2 separate regions of the Rattus norvegicus genome follow, and region 2 is linked to region 1. A link is a contact called in public Hi-C data. All regions are on one chromosome and are shown on one strand. The core of a region is the stretch at or near the end of the contact, and the rest is flanking DNA. Distances in the headings are between cores, read along the strand shown.

Region 1 (4,784 bases), core at 1,122-3,621:
GGCAATTCTGCAGCAGGCTCTTCTCTGAAGAGCGTGAGACAGGCTGCTATATTCTGGTCCTGTGATCATTTACCTGAATAACTTCAAATCACAAATTAATTAATTCCCAGGGCTGGGGAGATGGCTCAGTAGGTAAGAGCACTTGCTGTCCATGCATGAGGGCCTGAGTTTGAATTTCCTGTCTCCACATGAAAAGCCAGGCTTGGTTACGTGCGTGCCTGTGACTCCAACTTTGGGGATGGAAACAGGAGGATAGCTGGAGCTTGTTGGCTGTCTTAGTCACAGTTTTCTTGCAGTAGAGAGACACCAAAATGGAGGCAACTCTAATAAATGAAAATATTTAATTGGGTCTGGCGTACAGTTCCAGAGGGTCAGTTCACTCCCCTTATGACAGGAAGCATGGCAGCATGGGGGCAGACATGGCACTGGAGAAGGTTCTGAGAGCACTCTACCTCTTGATCTGCTGGCAACAGAAGGGGACTGACTGTCTTCTGCAAGCAGCCAGGAGGAGGCTCTGATTTTACACTGGGCAGAGCTCGAGCCTAGGAAACCTCAAAGCCCACCCTCACAATGACACACTTCCTCCCACAAGACCACACCTACTCCAACAAGACCATACTTCCTGGTCGTGCCGCTCCCTGTGGGCCAAGAATTCAAACGCAGGAGTCTATGGGGGCCAAACCTATTCAAACCACCACACTGGCTATCAGCCTATCCCAGATTCAATAAGGAATGTTGCCTCAAAGGAACAAGGTAGGGCATGATAAAACAGGACATCCAATGTCCTCGTGTAGCCAGCACATGGATATACATACCTGCACATAAATGTATATATACGCAACTGACATACACTCAGAAATTATTTCTTCATTGTTTATGCTGCACATTCATTCAACAACACAACACTTTAGAAAATATCCATTCTCTGAACCCCAGATAACACTCCAGCACAGTGGCTCTCAACCTCCCTGATGCTGTGATCCTTTAATGCAGTTCCTCATGTTGTGGCGACCCCCAACCATAAAATTATTTTCATTGCTACTTCATACCTGTAATTTTGCTACTGTTATGAATCACAATGCAAATATGTGATATTTCTGATGGTCCTAGGAGACCCCGTGAAAGGATTGTTCAACTCCCAGGCTGAGAACCACCGCTCCCCAGTTTCTCCTTGTGTACTCTTCAATGCCTCCCTCACAGTACAGCTACCCCAAAGTCTTCCTTAAGTCTGCCCTTCTGTCATAGCATTCTGATCTGGTTTTGCTCTTTGCTCTCCACTCAGAATTAACTGCTTAATCCGACCCAGGCCTCCCAGTGATAATTCCCATGGTTCCACACATGCATATTAAACCGCAGTCAAGTTCAGTGATTACTGAACCGGAAAGGAGATTAGCAATAAATCAAAGTCTTAAGGAAACCATTTGTAGCTTATAAAAAGGATGCCCCGTATGCACCGTATTTCAAATGATATTTACATCTGCTCTTTAGTACAGGACATAAAGTGTAGCCGGATCAAATACCATTGATCTGGGGAAGACAATGAAATCATAGTGACTCTCAGTGGACATGTGTCTCTGTAGTGGAGTGTTGTAGTTTCACATCTGTCGCTATGATAAAATATCTTGGGGGAAAAAAAAACTAGTTTAATGGAAAACGGGCTTATTTTACTTCACAATTCCTGATTACAGCCCAACCCTTCGGGGACATCAAGGCAGCAGGACCTTGAAGCAGCCAGTTACATCACACTCATAGTCAAGAGCAGAGAGCAGTAAATTAATGCATGCCTGTGCCTGTGCTCAGCTCGCACTCTCTAGTGCACACACACACACACACACACACACACACACACACACACACACACACACACACACACACCGTTAAATACTAAAAAAATGCTACTCTCTGGCCCCAGTGGTCTTGCCACCGCCACAGCCTGCCTCCAAGCACCCATGCTATCGCCTCAGGGCACCGGCGGGCCTGGCCTGTTCTCCTCTCGGAAGACTCTTGACCAGGGAGCTCTGAAATCTCTCCGCCCGACTCACTAAGTAAGTTTTCATGGCGGGTCGCTGCCACGCCAGCCCCATGCATCCAAATTCCCATGGCTGGCTGGGGTGCCCTGCCACTGTACCTTTCTCTGGAACTCAGTTAGGTTGCCATGTGAAGGAAAACGCCACACAAACTTAATTTAGAACCAACAGGTAACTCAATCGCTGGGTGCAGCAACTAGCATCCTAATTTGTAAGCCATTCTAAGTTAAATCCTATGGTGGGGAATCCTGGCGGATCTGCCATCTAAACCGGGGGCCTCTGTTTTGCTACATGCTGCTTCCCCCAGGCTCTCCCGGTCCCAAAGCTAGTCACCTTTTCCTGGCTCTTCTCTTTCGCCCTCTGACCCGGAAGTCCCGCCTACTTGCCCAGTGATTGATTGGTCCCCTGAAATCTTCATTCTCTAGGTGAATATCCATACACACAAACACACGCGCGCGCGCGCGCGCGTGTGTATAAATTTGAACAAGAGAATTTGCATTACTGAATGTTAGATTCTGTGATATCTGTTTTGACCGTAGATGCTTACTAAATCCATACAGCATAGGAGATTTATAAAAATTCTCTACCCATTGCATTCACTGGCAAGGACTGCTATAACAAAATGCCACAGACAAGCCGACTAAACAAGAGAAGACTATTTTCTCAATGTTTTGAATGCTGGGAATCCTGGAGTTAAGTTTCTAGCAATTTCCACTCTGACTCTTCCTCCAGCCTGTAGATGGCAGTCTCCTCCCTGGAACCTGTGTTCTCACTCTTACAAGGGTATCTCTACTTGTTACTCTATCTGACAAAACCAGTTTAAGGCAGAAAGGTTTTATTTGGACTGGCAGTTTGAGGGCACAGTGCATCTTGGTGGAGAAGGCATGGTGGCAGGAATATAAGGCAGCTGCTCACACCGTGTTTGCACTGGGAAGTAGAAGGCAGAGGGGAAAGCGACCAGGCTATAAAGACCCAAAGGCACATAGTCAGTGATCTGCTTCCCCCAGCAAAGCACTGCCTCCTGAAGATTCTACCGCCCTCCCACCCAGTGCCTTCAGCTGGGAACAAGCATTTGAACATGGGAATCTATGGGGGGTGTTTCACATTCAAACCACAACATAGGCAAACCAAATGCATGAAATTAGAAGTTATAACAATGACTTGATTTGACTTTGTTATTACCTTGAAGGACTTCCGCTCCAAATGATCTCATTCTCAGGTACTTGGTGTTAGGATTTCAGGGCTGGGGGATGTGGCTCAGTTAGTAGAGTGCTTGCCTAACACATGAAAAGACCTGGGTTTTGTCCTCAGCACTACATTAACCAGGCATGCTAGCATACATCTGTAACTACAGCACTGGCCAGGAGACAGGAGGTCAAGGTCGTTGTAGTGACACAGAGAGTTCAAAGTTAGCCTGGGCTACACGACCTCCACCCCACACTGTGAGTGTGTGTGTGTGTGTGTGTGTGTGTGTGTGTGAGAGAGAGAGAGAGAGAGAGAGAGAGAGAGAGAGAGAGAGGTTAATATGAATGGGAAGGATACAATTCGTTGCTCAATGACCCCTTTTGTATAGGAGGCTACAAAAACTCAGTGTAGGGGGTTGGGGATTTGGCTCAGTGGTAAAGCGCTTGCCTAGCAAGCGCAAGGCCCTGGGTTCAGTCCCCAGCTCTGAAAAAAAGAAAAGAGAAAAAAAACTCAGTGTATCAGTACTACATTGTACAGTCCAGTCAGGACTTGAACACAGATCTATATGACTCACAAGTTTCTGTATTCAGCTATTATACAGTAGGCAAGAGCTAACCCCATTCTCCCTGTCCATTTCTCTTCTGTCACAAGATACCCCTAAAAGACCTGATTTCCTTGCATGCAACCTTGATAACTTCTTCGTTCACCTTGTAATCAAGAGCTGTCTGTAGATCTGAATAAACCAGATTGATCACTGGAGGGTCAGATCTAAACTAGAACTCTTGGCACCAACTGGGAGTCTAACCTGAGTCAAACATGTGTGGCAGATACTGCCAGTTCCATGCCCTTCCTAGCATGGCATTTCTGTTGCAAGGCATGCCTGGCAGGTCCTAATGTTAATACAGGAGACTTCCCAACAATATACATTCTGTTAATTAACCCCAAAAGTTTACACAGGCCAGATCATCAACTTCTTGTCAACACTTGGCTCCAAAGTCTAACCTAGGTCTAACAGGTGTTCTAACAAGCCACGATACAATTCACACTGCGTGTTACAGCAGATTTAATTGCTCCAAACTCTGGGAGCACCCCAACCATTTTATCCTGAATGGCTGCCTCTCACTACTTTGTCTCTTGATAAAAATCAACGCCATTGATGGAATTGAAGTGGAGTGGGGGGGGGGGGTGGAAGCTATGACAATCAACTTTGACACAAGACTGCCTTCTTCTCCCAGAACCAATGGCATTCTGGGAATGATGGGAACTGTACCAGGGACAAATGAGAGATGGTTCAGTGGTTAGGTGCACACCATGTCTTTGCGGAGGACCCATGTCCCAAGCACCCTCATCAGGGGGCATACAAGTACCTGTAACTCCTGCTGCAGGACATTACTGATGCCATCTTCTGGATTCCATAGGCACCTAGACTCATCTGTGCACATAACACACACACACACACACACACACACACAGACACACACACCACGGTTTTCAGAAATAAATCCTTAAGAAGAAAATAGAGCAGTGAAATTAATCCGCATGCATGGCTCTCTTACCCCCTTCTTTTTCTTT
Region 2 (4,335 bases), core at 1,068-3,567, 410 kb after region 1:
GAGGACATGCATCAGTTATAACAGGAAAAGCAATTAAAGCATTTGTATTTAGGAGGAAGAAACCCGTGTATTGGCAAAACTCCATCTGACCTGAGCTCTGAAGGTAGAGAGGGAAGAGGTACTTGATGAATCCTGGCAAGTTCACACCCCTCAGACCTCCTGGCTATGAAGGCTGAGGAACCTGCCCAAGCTGGTTCTTAGGGTTCTGCCTTCGGGAACAGGTAGTGTGAGTATAATTCAAAATTCTTAGAGGTGTCTAAGATTTACCAGGAGGAAGACAGACCTTGGAGATTGATACGATTGAAAGCAAAGTTAATTTCCATGCCGTGAAGTTTTAATTTATTTTTCAAGAAGGCAGGAGGGGCTGGTTCTCAGCTCTCTTTCTCCTTTCTGTGCAGTCCAGGACCCCAGCCCATAGGGCGGCGCTTCCCACCTCAACTTACCCAATCTAGGAATTTCCTCACAGACTTGCCCAGAGGCTGCTCTCCTGGGTGGTCCCAGCTGCCGCCTACTTGGCGGCATTTGCCATCACGCTTGCTGGGAATAGACCGTGGAAAGTAAAGAGAACTCGGAGATCAGGGTGGTTTTTGTAGAAGCCCCATCTGTTTCTCTTCCGGGATGGACTGATAACGGAGAGTGCAGTGGTCCCCGAGTCTCATTTACAGTGAAATTTTACTGATTTCCTTTGAAATGCAAATATTCACCCTCATGCCCTCCAGCCACAGCCAATACCTTGTGTTCTCAGCATAGGGCAAAGCAAAAAAAAAAAAAAAAAAAAAAAAAAAAAAAAAAAAAAAAAAAAAAAAAAAGAAGACAAAGAAAAAGAAGCTTGGATTGAGGGATTGAGGTTAGAGCCAGATGGAAAGTCAGTGTGAAAAAACCGTGTGTGTGCATGTGTGATTTGGTGGTGAGGTGCAGGTACCAGCAGAGGTCAGAGGCATGGAATTCCCCTTGGAGCCGCCACACACGGGGGCCAAGCTTAGGCCCTCTGCAAGAGCAGCAAGGGCTCTTAACCACGGAGCCTCTTGTCCAGCAGCCAAGAAGGTCGGGTTTGGTATCAGCCAGGCCTATGGCTATGGATTCTGTATAAGCAGAGTGAAGAACACTCGTGTTGAGAGTTGGTGTCTTGCCTGGATGCATACAGCTGCTGGGCAGCTCCTTTTGGTCAACCACAAGGAGCCTAGCACCCGGAAGAACCACCTTCTTGTGTGTGGGGGGGGGGGGCGGGGGGGCAGGGGATGTTTAAAAAAACACCCAGGGTCTGGTGACAAGTTTCGTTACAGAGACATAGAAGAGTCAGACATGTTCTGACCATTGCGTCTGTAGGTGCGTGATGCCCTCAGCCACCAACATGCAAGGTGCTGTTCCTCAAGTTATCTCACAGTAAAACTGGGAGTTGAAACTTTCAAATATGGATGAGATTTCTGGGGGCTTCTAGATGTAGTGTGTGTTTTCACGGAGTCTCAAATTTGATTTAGTACCGAACTACAGTTGCACCATGGCAGTAAGGATAGATGGGAGTGTGGCTTAGTTACTGTGTTTGCCTAGCAGGTAGGGAGTCTCTGGAGTCCATCCCCAGGAACACATAAGCTGTAGTGGTGGTTGTCTCAGTTCTAGCGATGGAGAGATGGCAGCAGGAGGAGGAGAAGTTCAAGGTCATCCTTGGCTGTACAGTGAGTGGCCTATAGAGGGGGCTAGAGGAGACCCTGCCTCCAAGAAAGGAAAAAAAAAAAAAAATAGACTCTTCCCTCCCTCTCTTACATCCAAGCTAAATGCTAAAAGAATCTTTGACACGTGCACCAAAAAATAAAAAAATTGCATGTGTGTATTTTTTCTTCTTTTGTGGATTTTTAATCATCTTGCTTTTATTATGTTTTAGATAACGCATCACATAACAAGACCCACAAAACACTTTAGATGGTCATTGTGTTGTAAGTGCCTGTATGGGGACATAGACAAACTGAGTCACAGAACAAATATGCCAAGAGTGGAGTGTTAGTCACTCCAACAGTTTCCTGAAAATACAAGTTAAAAACCATCATCTTAAAGTCTAGAGCCCTAGAGCAACAAAGGAAAGGGTGCTTAACATGCACAGGCTGTCTTCCCATCACCCTGTTCTTTCCAGTTCTAGTGCCCTCCCCTCTGTGCTTCTCAAAAAGGAGGAAAAAAGGAAAACTAGCAGGAAAACGGTGAGCAGCCAGCCCTTGCTTTGTCTCTCGTTGGCCATAGAATTTATTCAGTAATTTCCCCTTCAACTAATGTAGCCATTGTCCTTGCCTCTGGGCACTTGTTCAAACACACAGAAATGGGAGAACAGATTGGCTGACTGAGCACAGCTCCTCAGTCAGGGCCCTGTTACCTCCTCCTCCTGTGGCCCTCATTAGGCCCTGCCTTGGAGATGAGCTGGTGAGGGGTAGGATCTGCGTAGCCTGCACATCCCACAGAGCGCCTTTGCAGCACTGCCTCCCTTCTTCATCTTCCTCTCATAAGGATGAGAGTAGAGCTAGGGTGTCTCACTCTGAGCAGGTCACCTCCGATGGGTTGAGAAGGTCTCTGGAGGCAGGGGAGTGGCTCTCAGTACTATAGTACACCCTCAGCACCCACATAAAAAGGCCTGGTGTGGCAGCTGTCACTCACCGTCCCAGCCTATGGGAGGTAGAGACGGGTAGATTAATGGAGCTCACTGGGCAGACCCGCTAGCCCAACCAGCGAGCTCAAGTTCAGTGTTAACTTTAGGGACGCTAAAGATGCAGCTCAGTGACTAAAAGCAAACACTGCTCTTCAAATTCTAGCACCCATGTCAGGCAAGTCACAACTTCCTATAACCCCATTTCTAGGGGGTCTGATGCCCTCTTCTGGCCTCATGCAGGGACACACCTCTACACATAAATAGTGTTTAGAAAAAAACCAGTAAGGTGGAAATTGATTGAGGAAGACACCTGACCTGTCTCCCACATACAAATAATGTCACTTGTGTGTGAATGCCCAACCCCCCTTCCACCACCATACATACAGAGAGAGAGAGAGAGAGAGAGAGAGAGAGAGAGAGAGAGAGAGAGAGAGATCTGGACTGACTGTAAATGGCAAAGCATTCCTTAGCTCTTAGAAACCCAGAGCAAAGCAAAAGAGAAGTTTGCACCCAAAGGTGAATGGCGGTCACGGCTGAAGTTGCAGAACGTGGATTGCACTGGACGGACGGCCTCAATTCCTGGGGGAGTTTGCTTCTGTGTTATTTATGCAGGTTCGGTTTGAGTCAGACTAAACAAGGGTTGCTTCCTGTCTTATCAGCTGTGTGTGACCTTCACTGAGCCATCACCCAGCGAGCTGAAATTTATCTGAACAAGATGGGAGGCAGAGTTGATGAAGGTTACTATTTAATCAAGAGAGAATTGTCTTCCAATCAGATAGCCCCCTCCCAGTGAAACATACTTGAAAATTATACAGGGCTGAGGCAACGGCTCCCGTTGTTAAAGTGAGAGCCACAGGCAAACCTGAATTCCCAGAACCCACATAGTAGGAAGCCAGGCATGATGACACACACTTGAAGCCCAGCACTAGGGAGGCAGAGAGAGGAAGCTAACTGGGTTCACTGCTACACATCTGCCTAGTCAGTGAACCTGGTGTGGGCCCTAGTGAGGAGTCCTGTCTCAAAACAAAGTAGAGGTGTCCTCTTACCTGCACACACACACACACACACACACACACACACACACACACACACACACACACACAAATTTCAAAACATAGAGTCACAAACTACAATTGTTCTCGGCTGCTGTGGTATAGCTTCCCACTCGGGTATATGGTAAAGATGTAGAGCCTATAGGTAGGGTAGGCCAGAAGGAAAATCCTTTTCTTCTAGAATATTCTGCCCTATACACATCCCAGCTTTGAAGGATTTGGCTTTTAGAGAAGCTTATACCCCAGAGACTCTCGGTATTTGCTTGGTCTTCAGTCCACACATCTGCCCAATGTAACCCCAAAGGCAATCATGCCTGGCTGTTGGTTGCAGTTGCTTAAGGAGATCTGTTCCTGTTGCTAGGTGGTGGTGGCTCATGCTTTTAATCCCAGCACTCTGGAAGCAGAGGCAGGCAGATCCGTGAGTTCAAGGCCAGCCCGGTCTACAGATCGAGTTCCAGTACAGCCAGGGCTCCATAATGCAACCCCGCACCAAAATGCAATGTGTGGCTGTTGTGTAGACAGCCTAGCCTGTACTTACCAAGCCAAGATGGCTAAGATGTCATCGAGCCATGAATCCCATGAGACAGCCATTGCTTATACAATCCATACTTGACTATAGTAGTGTAGACCATGGCTGTGCATCTCCTGTGTGCA

What was found. Hi-C and Micro-C count contacts between places; a contact is called where the count stands out from the background.
Region 2: a contact with region 1 is called in a Hi-C map of the A7r5 cell line, with 5 times the contacts expected there. The contact joins two enhancer-like sites. A contact is called at or near these places in 4 of 12 Hi-C or Micro-C datasets (the A7r5 cell line, Schwann cells, frontal cortex and 1 more).

The regions. Positions count from the first base shown.
Region 1 is chr13:41,021,845-41,026,628 of GRCr8, forward strand. No RefSeq gene overlaps it. Among named protein-coding and RNA genes, the nearest start is that of Nckap5, 190 kb to the left of the region's middle. Within about 2 kb of position 2,372, at least 2 of the 93 cell types and tissues checked have an H3K27ac peak or open chromatin away from gene starts, as enhancers often do. A contact at or near this core is called in the A7r5 cell line, where this site is marked.
Region 2 is chr13:41,434,939-41,439,273 of GRCr8, forward strand. All of the region lies in intron 11 of Mgat5 (alpha-1,6-mannosylglycoprotein 6-beta-N-acetylglucosaminyltransferase), which reads left to right. Among named protein-coding and RNA genes, the nearest start is that of Mgat5, 210 kb to the left of the region's middle. Within about 2 kb of position 2,318, at least 36 of the 93 cell types and tissues checked have an H3K27ac peak or open chromatin away from gene starts, as enhancers often do. A contact at or near this core is called in the A7r5 cell line, where this site is marked.